2 separate regions of the Zea mays genome follow, and region 1 is linked to region 2. Evidence: chromatin contacts called from public Hi-C data. All regions are on one chromosome and are shown on one strand. Each heading gives the region's core, a stretch centred on a gene start, on an enhancer-like site or on the middle of the called end of the contact. The rest is flanking DNA. Distances are from core to core; before and after follow the strand shown.

Region 1 (6,524 bases), core at 1,635-4,134, 130 kb after region 2:
GATCTATCGTGGGGGGATCAAGGTGGTTAAGGTGAGGCGGAGAACAATATATAGTAGTAGAGATTTGTGGAGGGAAATAAATACTGGCTTGCTCAATAATAATATACGTACACACGTTAGTTAATCTGCATTGATCTTCCAAATATTCCGGGAACCATCCCCGAGACCGAGAGCGATACGGATCCGCTGCCCATATTCCTGTGAGCCGCGAACGATGCAGGCACGAGGAGTCCCCGGCACCAGAATGGCCATTTGCTGCTCATTGTTCTCTAACCTTTTGGCCATCACCGGTGCCACACAATGGCTGTGCGTGTCTGATGGACGCAGAGTGCTTTTGGGGGCATCTGGGCCATATATCGCTGGAGGCTGGAGGAGAGGGACCGATGGAGACGTAGACGCGACGGCACAAAGGGCACCTGACCTGGCACTAGCAGTGCTAGTGGTGAGAATATGGGCCTGTTTTTTTTACACCACTAGAATGGTACGAAATACAGAAGTCTAAAGTAAGGACCGACGCGGAATAATATGGGTCGGACTACCATTATCTGAAGACGGGTCTAGGCCGGGTCTCAAATTTTGGCCTGTCAGGCTCCCGGCACGGACTAGATGGGCCGGGCTTGTACCAGCACAGCCTAATGAAGCCTAAGTTGTTTAGTTTTTTTAATTTAGTAAGCTACCGACTTTATATTGTTGTGATATTTAGAATTTATGTGGTCAAATGATGCTAGGATTGTTTAATATATTTAATTTAGTAAGCTATAAACTTTATGTGGTTGTAGTATTTTGATTTTATGTGGCCAAATATATAGACCAGACTTAGACCAGCAAGTCCCAACAAAGACACGGCGTGGTTTAGAACCAGACTAGTTCACTGTTTTTTATACTTCGAGCTAAGACAACACATGGTCCATTTTTTTAGGATTTCCTGGTGTGAACTTATTTGACACGAAGCACGAATCCCACACTAGCCAGTGCAGTGCGAGGGCATGCATGCGTTCAGTTTGCGGGCTCATTTCTTTGTATGTCATAAAACCTTCTCTCTTTTCTTTTCTTTTTAATTTTTTTGGCTGTCGCATAAAAGAAACACTTGTATAGTAGCCTCTTAAACACAGATAAAACTCAAACAAAAATCTCGTCAAGACTGGCTTCGGGCATGGATTAGTGGGCAGGGGCAGCTATATGTGGTGAGCTAGCCAAGTAGAGCTCGAGTCGACTGTCGGCTGCTGCTTTGTGGTGGCTGCCCAAAAAAGTGGCAAGACCTTTATGTCATGCAGTGGGAGTGGGATCCTTTGGGCCTTTGGGGTAAGTTTACAAAAGTCCGTTAAAAGTTGCATCGATCAGGTAGCTTTATTTGGCAGGGGGCTCTTGTTGGATTGGATGGGGGTCTAACCTTTGGTAATTATTATCGTTGGTCGTCGAATGGGTCGACGTCAAAGTAAGAGCCACAATTATGCGCATGGATGATTAGTATATTAGGTTTGACCCAAGCACAAGGATACCACCGTATACTCCCTCCGGTTTCCTATTAGTTGTCGTTTAGGACAACGACACGGTCTCCAAAATATAACTTTGATCAATGTTTTTTTGTTAAAATACAAATGAACTCTTAATACATTTATATTTTTATAAAAGTACTTTTTATGACAAATTGACGCATATAAATATTAGGTTCCAAAACTAAATAACAAAATAGTTATTTGTAGTCAAAATTTTATAAGTTTGACTCAAACCTTATCCAAAACGACAACTAATAGGAAACCGGAGGGAGTACGTAGTAGTAGACTAGTAGTAGGAACGTTTTCTTATATTTTTGTGTTCATTTCATCTCATTAGCAAGTTGTCTAATTAATGCCACACGTTTCCCACGTGCACCTTCACTTCATTTTGTATCATCCCCAGCGGCCGGCCCGACCGAATCCATTGTATTTCTGTGGTCGAACAGTGGATCCGCGTTGCGCCACTTCTTTGTTCCATTGTCAGTGTTTGGTTTGAAATCAAAGTAGGATCAGGCGGAGATGATACCGTTCTCTCAATTTTTTGATCACGGCACTACCAAAAAATCACTCCGGTATTTACTTCGTCCCCACGTAATTCTCGTCCAAACACTATAGAAACTGTGACCACTTTCTTCCATTCCTCCTTATACATTCGACTAAATACAACCTAACTGTTGGGACGTACGTGTCCAACTCCAAACAAGAGAAAATTCGATGATTCGACCTCCAATATTCCTCATCCAGTCTATATATATACCACCTCCGTTCTTAAATATATGATACCTAAAATAAAACAAATCATAATAAAATAAATGATAATTGACAAAATAATAGTAAAATGAATGGACAATTTTTTTACGATATCATATATTTAATAACGACGATAGTATGTTGGTAGGTAGGAGCACGTACGTACGCATTGAGCGTTCCAGCAGCACGCAACGACGATCGACCACGCATCATGCTACCAAGAACGCCATGCATGGTCGCACAACCTATAGATCGATGGCGGTGAAGCAAGATCATGTGGCACGCACGAACAAGGAAAGGAAATAATTATAGCCCACGAAAAGCTACTCGCGCAGCTTCTGTACGCCACTGTATGGGACAGCAGGAGTACCCCGCCGGGTACGAGTACGAGGCCGCGACGCACGAAGACGCTGCTGCTTACTCGAGCGAAGCAAGCGATCGAGTGCCCTTGCCTCCGCAGACGGAGACGGTGCCCCGCGCCAGCTGCCGAATCGAAGCATGCGGGCTGACGCTGCTCGTCGGCACGGGAAAGGCAAGGGCGAGCAGGCGATGATGGATGGATGGGTATGTGTGGCAGGCAGGTTGGGTTGGGTTGGGTTGGGTGGGACGGTGCGGCGAGGGCGAAGGCGAAGGCGAAGGCGAAGGCGAGCAGTGTCCGTCGGCCATCTGCGACGCCCACCACGGAAAGCCAAAAAGGCCCCAGGCCCGCCTGCCGTCGTCGCTGACTTTTTTTTCCCCGCTGAAAAAAGCCTGATGGTGGAATGGAATCCCATCAAAAACGGCGTCCGCCGAGACAGATTAAGTAACCCTAGTTAGGGTTATGTGGGCAAATACCTGCTTTGCCCCTGAGGGGTCTCACATCTCTATATAAGAAACATGTACACCCCTTCATATGATAGAGATCAGAAAGAGGCCAGAGGCCCAACCCTATATCCAGTATCTCGTGTGTTTCCTCTGTCGTGCTTATGGGAAGGGAGACGGGTCTTCTACAGCTTCTCGCGCCTCTACTGCTGACGGGAGGGAAGGGAGCAGATCTGGTGATCCGTGGTAACGTAGTTCTCAACACGTTATCAGCACGCTCTACCTCGACGTTGCTGCGTGGATCAGATCTGCATCAACTCTTCGTTAAGCCGGCAGGTCCCTGGCCTAGCCGAACTGTCCTACACGACAGGCTTCAATTCCTCTACTCAACCGAGCACGGTATGTTTGTTCTTGATCTGTTCTTCGGAAGAGACATTCGCATGTCATCGCGGAGTAGCGTCGGAAGCCACGCTCGCGCCATATTCGTGTCATCGTCCTGTTCTCGTTTGCCCCGACGGCGTGACAAATGCGGCGGGGTCATTCCTCCACACATGGGCGGACGCTTACCCTCCCGACCACCGTCTTCGTGTCGCCCGACAGGTATCTGGTGCGGAGTGCTATGTACATCGGCTCGTGCACGCCTTGAGAGATTTGTGCTGCAGCCGATTAGGCAGCAACTAGACTGTCGTGCCTGACACACATATCTAGTGAGCACCACGGTAGCACCAGAGCAATCTAGCGGCTCCAATCATAGCAGCACCATGCCCTGCAGGCTGCTGCAGCAGAGACCGGGTGGTGATTGGTGTGGTGAGCGATCAAAGGACCGGGCTGGAAGATCCGGTTGCTCGGCGGCGTTGCTCGGCGCATCCGGTCGCTGGGTCCACCGGCTCCACGCGCATTCTTTCGATCTACGAGACATGCACGCAACCGCAACCACTGGACTTTCTCCTTGCCGTTGCTGACCAGCGCACCTCACGCACGTATGCATGATGCCATGCATCCCGCGTTAACGGAAATGGAGGGGTGGACTTTCTCCTTGCCGTTGCTGACCAGCGCACCTCACGCACGTATGCATGATGCCATGCATCCCGCGTCAACGGAAATGGAGGGGCGCTGCATGAGTAAAACAAGGAAACGGTGCATGCGGCTAAGAAAAGATTCATACGATTAGTATTTCATGTAAGTAACCGTCTGAGAAACAAAATAATTAACCATGTTTTCTTTCTTAATCAGTTACTTTTCTATCGCAAATAATTAGTAGAAAAATACATGCTTTAATATGGTAAAATGATAGTTACACCTGATGTGTTATGTTTGTGTATTAATTATGGTGTTCATTTTTTTTCTACATTAATAATTATTTCCCGTAGTAAATAATTAGCAGAAAATTATTAAAATGTGTGTGCAGACTATATTACGCTGACTAAAATCGCTCTAAATATTTATGATGTGTTGAGCTTTTGGACTCACGTCGAGCGATTAAATTGTATAATGGGTACTCAGACACGCCGATCAGGCTGCGTTGGTAATCGGCTGAGTCATGGCATTAGCTGAATATTGACTGCGCCATGGCAATACGACGCAATATTTGTGTCGTTCGAACTTGGCTGCGTCATGTGATTACTATGTCGCGCTCTCCATTAATCGGATCGCTCCCGTTGAGTCAGACCGCCATCGCTGAGTCGCGTATTTTTTGCATGCCCTGTAGGCATTGTCTGTCTGCCGCGAGCCACGGTTGTGCCTGTTGCGCACGTTACGTGGATTTATCGTGTACCCCAATTACCGAGCCATAATTGTGCCTGTTGCGTTTATTACGAAGGCTTGCTATATTGTCGTAGCCCTGATGGCCGCACACGTGTTGACGCTAGATACGCTAGAGCTTGTACTCGCATGAATTGTGGTGGGTTATTCAAGCCCCTAAAGTCACATTATGCGCAACCTTCTCGTAAACAATTTTATTTAGCTCTATATTTTATTTGATTGTGTTGTGTGGCATTATATATTTATATATCACCAAGTGGCCATAACAACTATATCAAGCTCTATAGTGCTTGAATAATCTGGGAAACTAAATTGAAATACAACAGAACTTAGATAAGTTAATTCTCTGCTCTCTCCTCATGCATAAAGTTTTACCCGAAGTAACCCGAAAATATATAATATAATGCATGAAAACCTTTTTGGCATAGAAGATATCACAAATTGGGATTATATTAGTAAGAAAAAAGACCTTACCAAATGATTTAAGATCAGAAATCTCAGTCATACATTGTTCAACCAGATGTTAGCACATTGCTCTCTTTGTCGCTGAATGACATGAAGCAAACTATGAGATAAAAGGATATGTAACCGCTAGCAACACGATGTTGCGAGTATACCGAGAGGTTATTCTAAAAAAAATTCACTATGTTGGTGTGAAAACCATAGTGTGTTCCCGTCGAACCACTTTACTCGTTCTATCTAGAACCTCTATGCTTGTGTCGCATACATCTCTCGGAATTGTAAATACTTATAGTCACTAAATTGACTCAGGATGGTCCTTTGACAAGTTTGGTATACACTGTAAACTAAATGGTAAAGGTCGGTCCTGAATGGACACATACCTGGGGTTTATGTAGCCGAACTACACTGAATTCCACCCTTTGGCATGCTTACCATTATCTACCTCCGATCTACCAGAAGTGAGAAGAGTAGACAAATAACTATGAAATCCTACATCACCACAAAGCTTGTAGCTAAATTAGACATTAACATATTCTTGGTCCTCGGAGCCAGAAGAGCCATATGTCTTGACCACTAGACTACTAGTGATGATAATTTGTGATAGAAATATGAAGATATTGTAGAGACCTGTTGTATCCTCTCTACTCCTGATGATTTCTTCGTATGAGAGCAGTAATATCTATTGTTGAAGATGGTCCTAGGCGAATACCAGTACTGTTTCGTTCTTGCCAAGCAGTTATCATCATTTGCTTCATCAAAAGCTAGTTATATGGTGATTTTTCCCAGATAAAATGAATTCTTGGCCTTGTCTGTTCTATTCCAAAGCTTCTCTTTTTGCCGAACAATGAAGAGATCGAAATAATGCTTTATAGAACAAGTTGGTATATAATATGAGGAGAAATATTTGCCCTGCTGGCAACACCATAAATATTTGACTATTGTTATAAGTTCTCTCCCAAAATTATAATACCTAAAAAATGTTGCATAACTTGAAACCCGATTTCAGACCGGTATGAGTAATTGGGTAAACAATGGGCTATGGTAAAACGAGTTGGACTATACATCTCTGCATAACAAAAATATTTGCTTAGCAGCATTGGCCTGACGCCGTGCACTTTACTACCAATATAAACACACACATTTTTCCTATGTGCCTCAAAGCACAATACAACCAGTGAATGTCCTTGTGAGCGCTAGACCCTGATGGTTATTTTACTTGTTGATATGAAGTCAACTAATGGCTCCAAACGACGT
Region 2 (6,754 bases), core at 2,791-5,290:
ACCTCTCTTCTGACTCCGCTCTAGCCCCACCTGGTAATGTTTTCCCACCCTTGAACATGTAGGATTACCCCTTGCACAAAGGATAGATCCTAGAGTAAATGCTAGAAAACATCCTCGATATTGTTATGAACATGACATTGTTAAGTATGTCTCATACTCTAGTGTCTCTCTTGCATATAAAGCTTTCATTACATATCTACAAACAATATCTATTATGAAGGATTGGAGGTTTGCTAAACAGGATCCAAAGTGGAAGGATGTCATGAAAGAAGAGATACTTGCCCTCGAAAAGAAAAAGACATGCGGATTTTTTCACCTTCTAGAAGGAGCTACAAGTGGGTCTTCACTGTAAAGTAGACACTCCTGAAAGAAAGGTGGACATGTACAAACCAAGATTGGTTGCATAGGGATACAATTAGATATATGGAATTGACTATGATGAAACCTTTCACCCGTAGCCATGGTAAAAATTCTGATCTCATGTGTAATCAACTTTGGCTGGCCACTTCATCAGCTAGATGTGAAGAATGCATTTCTTCACAATGACCTACAAGAAGAGGTTTATATGAAAATTCTACCTGGGATTTAGAATGAATAGACTCTTTAGGAAGATAGACTCAATAAGTGACTCTATGGCCTGAAGAAATCACCACGTGCATGGTTTGATATATTCAGGCGAGTAGTGTGTGATATGTGATATTATCAATGCAATGGAAATCACATGGATTTCTACAAACATCAGGGCTCTTGTATCACTAATATGGATGTTATGTTGATGATATATTGATCACTGGAGATGATGTGGAGGAGACCAAGAAAATGAAGGAAAGGCTAGGTAGAGCCTTTGGGGTAAAGGATCTTAGACCACTTCGATACTTTCTTGGGATTGAGATTGCTAGGTCATCTAAGGGAATTATTCTCTCCCAAAGGAATTGTGTCATCGGTCTGTTAGTAGAGGCTAGAATGCTTGGGTGTCATCCATGTGGCTCACCCATTGATAAGAATCACCAGACTTGTGTTGAGTCAGGTGACCCTGCGGATTAGGAAAGATGTCAAATGATAGTTGGTCGATTGATATACCTTTGTCATACAAGATCGGGCATTGCTTACGCAGTAAGTGTGGTGAGTAGTATATGCATGATCCTAGAGCTGGTCATATTAAGGTAGTTTATCAAATACTGAAATACCTAAAGGAAACCCTAGCAAGAGATTGTGATTTAGAGCAAACCAACACCTGAATTTGGAAGGGTGTTGTGATGTTGATTGGGCAAGTAGTAGGGATGATAGGAGATCCACATCTGGATATTGTGTATTTGTGGATGGTAATCTGGTTTCATGGAGAAGCAAGAAACAAGTTGTGGTGTCTCGGTCTATTGCAAAGGTTGAACATAGAGCAATGGCTTTAGCTTTGTGTGAAATGATGTGGTTGAAGGGTCTTCTTAAGGATCTTCAAGTGTTGAAGAATGAGACTACATATGCTTCTCCATTATGATAATATAGCAGCAATCAACATAGCAAATAATCTAGTTCTGTTTGACCACATGAAACATGTGGAGATTGAAAGGTTCTTTATCAAGGAGAAGATTGATAGTGGGCCTTTAAAGTTGGAGTATGTAAAATCTCTTAATCACAAAAGGCCTAGGTCCTAAGGATAATGAGTTGGCATGTAACAAGATGTGAATGTTGAATATATTTAGTCCATCTTGAGATAGAGTGTTGGTGTAAATAGAACAAATGTAGAGTGCCTTCTTGCATAATAGAAAATATATTATGTGTGTGGGTGCTATAGAAGGCAACACACCATAAAATCTCAACACCACTATAGTTACGCTGCTAGGAATTGTTAGAGACGCGCTAACAAACTCTTGAAAATACTCTAACGCCCCATTTGGATTCTTGGAATTGAATTCAATAATAGTAATTTAGGCAAAGATCAATACAATGCGAAAAATATTTGTATATTATTATTAGCAATATATAGGAGATATTTATGTGCTATATTTTAATATAGATGAGTGAGCCGAATAACGTCTTATAAGTTGTAGAGTAGAACATATTTCATTGATACATAAAATCATTTCTCATGCTACACATCATCAATTTGAGATAAACTTTATATTTGAGATTTGGAAGTGGTGGAATATTAAATTTCAAGTCAAATAGATTACTTTATTAAGTAAATTTTAATTCCTCCAAAATAAATAGATCCAAACGGCCTATAAGAGAACTCAAGGCAACGTAACCATGCACCCAACAAATACTTGATGAGTTTGGGTGTAAAATGGAAGTGCGAGAGCTAAGTTACACTTTCAACACACCGTGATCTTTCTTCCCCTCTTATACCTCTTTTTTTCAAAAAAGAGAAAAAAACTCTCTCACCCCCATGAAAAAGTTCTTAAAGGTGAGCTAAACAAGTCACGAAGACGGGCTACTCGATCGAAGTGGTCTCTATGGTTGGTGTTGCATCCTTGTCCAAACGCACATGTAAACAATCAGAGTGGTCTCTCGCTCTCACCCTCCACACATACTAGCTAGGCCGCAGCAGCAAACAGTCGAACTCGAAAAGAACATCTAAGTGTGTGCACCAGGGCTATTATAATAAAGTTGTAGGCCAGACAGCTGCTAGTAGAAAGCGAGCCCTTGATCCTGCAGGAAAGAGAAGCTGCTATCCCAGGCGCCGCCGTCGACGTCATCCACCACGTCGTCGAGGTTCCACAGGCTGCCCCACCCCCACGTGGCGGCGCCGTCGAGCTGGTGGTCCCCGCTGGAGCCGTCCTCGCTCGCCGACGCGCTGACGACGGAGGCGCAGCTGCCGCCGCCGGGGAGGAGGCAGGAGGAGGAAGTGCAGGAGGCCATCGGGCAGAACTGGAACAGCAGGTCGTCCATGTCCTGCTGCAGCATCATCCGCAGGTCCTCATGCTGCTGCTGCTGCTGCTCCTCCTCCTCCTCCAGTGGAACACCCGGCGTTGCCTCACTGGCGCCGTCGTCGTCATGATCGGGCTGTTCCTCCTCCTGCCGATGCTGATCTTGCCCCTGCAGCAGCAGCAGCTGGCTCTGCATCTCGCGTCGCTGCTTGAGGAACCGCGCCCTGGCGCGCTCGACGTTCTTGGACGGCTTGGCCTTCTTGAAGTGCGTCCGCCAGTAGTTCTTGATCTCGTTGTCCGTCCGCCCCGGCAGGCTGCGCGCGATCGTCGACCATCTGTGGTCATCAGAGCGCGTGCAGAACGTGGTCAGCAGCTAGCTAGCTAGCCTTGCATCGATGTCGGCGAGAAGGGACGCATGATCGATTGTGTTATTACCTGTTCCCCCACAGGGCGTGGAGCTGGAGTATGACGCTCTCCTCCTGCGGCGTGATCTTGCCTCGCTTCAGGTCGGGCCTCAGGTAGTTCACCCACCGGAGCCGGCAGCTCTTGCCGCTTCGCTTCAGACCTGCATCATGCATACATGCATGGCCGACCGACCAGGTTAATTAAGGCTTGAGATCTTGACGTACGATAGAAAACCATGAAGCTCTAGCAGCAGGTTGGCAGTCTGTGGAGGAGTATTCACATGTAATTAATAATCGCAGTTTCCAAGACGGACTGCATGCATCAGCAGCTTGTTAATTACGTTGAATAAGTAAACGCAACTCGCAGCTAGCTTCAGGTATAGAAGAACTAGATAGACAATTAAGTGACCGGCAGAACAAACGAGAATCAGAAACAGTGTTGATTAGTATACCAGTTAACTTGGCGACAGAATTCCACCTCCCTTCTCCATGCTGCCTGACGTACTCGACCAGCAGCTTGTCCTCCTGCGCCGTCCATGGCCCTTTCCTCCAGCCTCCCTCCTCTCTTCCCCAACCAAACTGCCCGTCCATTCCTGATCTCTCCTCTCCTCTCAGTCGTCCACCTTCGATCGTTAGCCCTAATTTCAGCTTGAACGATCCTAGTGACGAGCGAGCTGATGATCAATCTTCAATCCTCCCGAGTCGTCGTCGTCGATCTCCCAGGCCCAGCGAGGTAGTGACTAGTGAGTGAGTGAGTAAGCTTCCGTGGTGATGCGGCAACGGAGTGTGCTATATCGCCACATATATATCCGCGCCAGAGGCCATGCCACACGTCGCTGTCAGGGGCATCCCACTGCCACTACCTTGGGAGGGCGCCGAGGTATGCCCGTATGCCTGAAATGCCCCCCACCCGGCCGGCGACTAGGGATGAAAACGGTCGGAAACGGTATTTATTCGGTAATCAGTTTTTTAGTCATTTTTCTTTGATTGTGATATAGAATATACAATACAAATTTGTATTCTTGTTTTTAACATCCAGCTTGTTAAGATTCATAAAAGATAAACCTCAAATTCATCCTATATTTTCTCAAATAATAGATATAAACTTCGGTATGGATTCGGAAATAAATTCGGTAAAATTTTTAACTTTTTGTGTTGTAGGGAGCAAATAATACATAAAACAATTTATGTAATATTTTATTCATATTTGTACTAATGTGCTTGATAACATAAGAAAAGATCAAAATCAAATTTTATACATATCTATTTTAAAATATTAAATTTGTTCTAACAGTTCAGATTACCACTTTCATCTCTACCGGCGACCGGTGTCGCGCGCGGGTAATTCTGCCAAGCTTGTACTGTAATCCTACTACTACGCTTTTGTGTTTCTCCGTGAATATGATGACGGATTACCGACTTACCGTAGCATTTTCCTGCCGAAAGCGCGGCCTCGCCGCCTACAGCTACTGCTAGTGTGCTAGCTTATTATTAACACCTGCCTGCGCTGGGTGTGTGTGTGTGTGTTTTTCGGTGCTGCGTCTGCGTGGAGTAGCCACGACAGGGACAAGGACAAGCCATGTTTCCTAGCTAGCTTAGCTAGGCCAGCGGCCAACGCCATCTATCTTGATCTGGTGCGGCAGCAACCGGCAAATCCTAGATAAATCACATCCGTTTTTTTTTGTTTTTTGTTTTTTTGCTCGCGCGCGATTGATGGAGTCATTGTGGATCGTACCGAGTGATCATCTCTGCTAGTCGGTCTGGTTCTGGTGGTGGTACTGGTGTGTCGCTTCTAGCAGCTACTGCTGATCTAGCTAGGAACTGAACAGGATAACAGAAACGTATAGTAGTCCTTCATGCGACGCGAACAGTAGTACGGGTCAATTCTTGTGAGGCAAATCTCGCGTCATCAACCTTTACAAAAGGAAGCAGCACAGCGCGCTCCGTACAGGAGAAGCCCTAGTCTAGTCGGGCGATCGAGCATAATGTAAGGTCACCCTCACCGCGTGTAACAGTCACTAATAGACACAATAATAACTACTACATGGTGGATGGAGCAGCTGCAGACCAATGATACGGCCGAGCAAGCAAGCACTCGCTCGCTCGCTCTCGCTGTGCTTCGTCCCATTCCCATCCCCAGCCCAGGTGCTCATCGCGCGCGCTAGCTGGACCTGGACGTACGTACTCTCTGGACCGGCCAGCACGTACAGTTGACCATGCGTGCATGCTATCACGTTTCGATATGCACAGCACACACAGTGTCGCTCTCGCAGTGTTTGGCGGTTGACTTGTTGGGTTCGCTCTTGCGTTATGGCCTACCATGCATGCATACCAGCTCGTGCTGCTGGTCAACGTTCGTTCCATTGCTCGTGCATATCAGCACGCGCGCGCGCGCCGGCTAGCTCTCTCCAGTCTAATACGTAGCCATCGCCAGCCATGCATGTATGTTCTTATCACGTAATTCCACTGCTAAATGGAAATGGTATGCAAGAGTTGAAAGTTGAAGGAAAAAATAATCCTAAATCTGGCCGCGATCGAGCGCCTAACTAGCTCGTTAAACACCTGGCCGGCCGCCGCGGCGCGCAATCCAATCCCGGTGGCTTTCAGGCCAGAGCGATGTAGTTATCCGGGTCTCCGGGAGAGAGCCCGGGACGCGCTTTGCGGGAAGAAAAGAAAAGAAAAGCGCGCCTCCCCTCGCTGATCCGCTAGCGCCGCCCGTCGCCATCGGCAAAAAAGCCCACGGGGGGTGCTCCGGGCGGTGCACGAGCACGACCACCCTTTTGACCGCGCCACGTCGTGCCCCGGCGCCCGCTCGGCGGTCGCCACGTCCGTTCCTCCACGCGCCCGGCAGCGGCCGCGGTGGTGCCCCCTGTGCGGCGACTCGGGCGGGCGGGTCGTCAACACGGGAGGCCGATCGGCCTAACCCCACCCCGCGCGCGCGCCGCAATAGCGCAAGACGAGCTCTGACCCGCGGTCAGACCAGACGGTGGTGGTGAGTCCGCGCTCCGCCACGCCGCTGCGCGGGCACGCACGAGCACGACGCGCTAGCCCGCTGGACCGAGACCGAGACCGAGCAGCAGTTCGGTTCGGGCCCACAGCCAAACGGGAGCGAGAGGGGAAGAAAGCGAGAGCGCGCGTGCCGTTCGTGCGGTGTGGCCGGCCGTGAGTGGCGGCTGCTGTCACCATGTGCGCTTTACTCTATGATCGTTCGTTCGTCGGACTGAGGAGGATTAGCACGGGAGGGAGGCGGACGACGGACGAATGGGAGCGGTTGCGGTTCCCTCGAGGCGCACACGGCTGGGAGCACAGCCGTACCCGTACGTGTGTGTGTGAGGTTCCTGGGGGACATGATGCCAGAGGAGAAACTAGCTCACTCGATCGTGTCCGGGTCATGTGAGTGAGAGCGATCTCAGCGTTTGCTAGTTGCGCATGATGGGCTACTGACGTCTGAAAACACCCGACCTAGCTAAGCACCATGGAGCAACG

The links. A called contact is a pair of places that touch in the nucleus more often than the background predicts.
Region 1: a Hi-C map of leaf shows a contact between it and region 2, with 2.4 times the contacts expected there. The contact joins the enhancer-like site here to the promoter of LOC541726 in region 2. A contact is called at or near these places in 4 of 25 Hi-C or Micro-C datasets (bundle sheath, leaf and tassel).

What each region holds. Positions count from the first base shown.
Region 1 is chr5:189,313,702-189,320,225 of Zm-B73-REFERENCE-NAM-5.0, forward strand. No RefSeq gene overlaps it. Among protein-coding and RNA genes, the nearest start is that of LOC111589351, 8.2 kb to the right of the region's middle. Within about 2 kb of position 2,885, at least 15 of the 20 cell types and tissues checked have an H3K27ac peak or open chromatin away from gene starts, as enhancers often do. A contact at or near this core is called in bundle sheath, leaf and tassel, where this site is marked.
Region 2 is chr5:189,179,603-189,186,356 of Zm-B73-REFERENCE-NAM-5.0, forward strand. It overlaps LOC541726 (myb-related protein 308), which reads right to left and starts at 4,041. Exons shown (of 3, transcript XM_008647714.3): 1 at 3,721-4,041; 2 at 3,300-3,429; 3 at 2,246-3,199. The coding sequence starts at 3,859. The coding sequence ends at 2,623.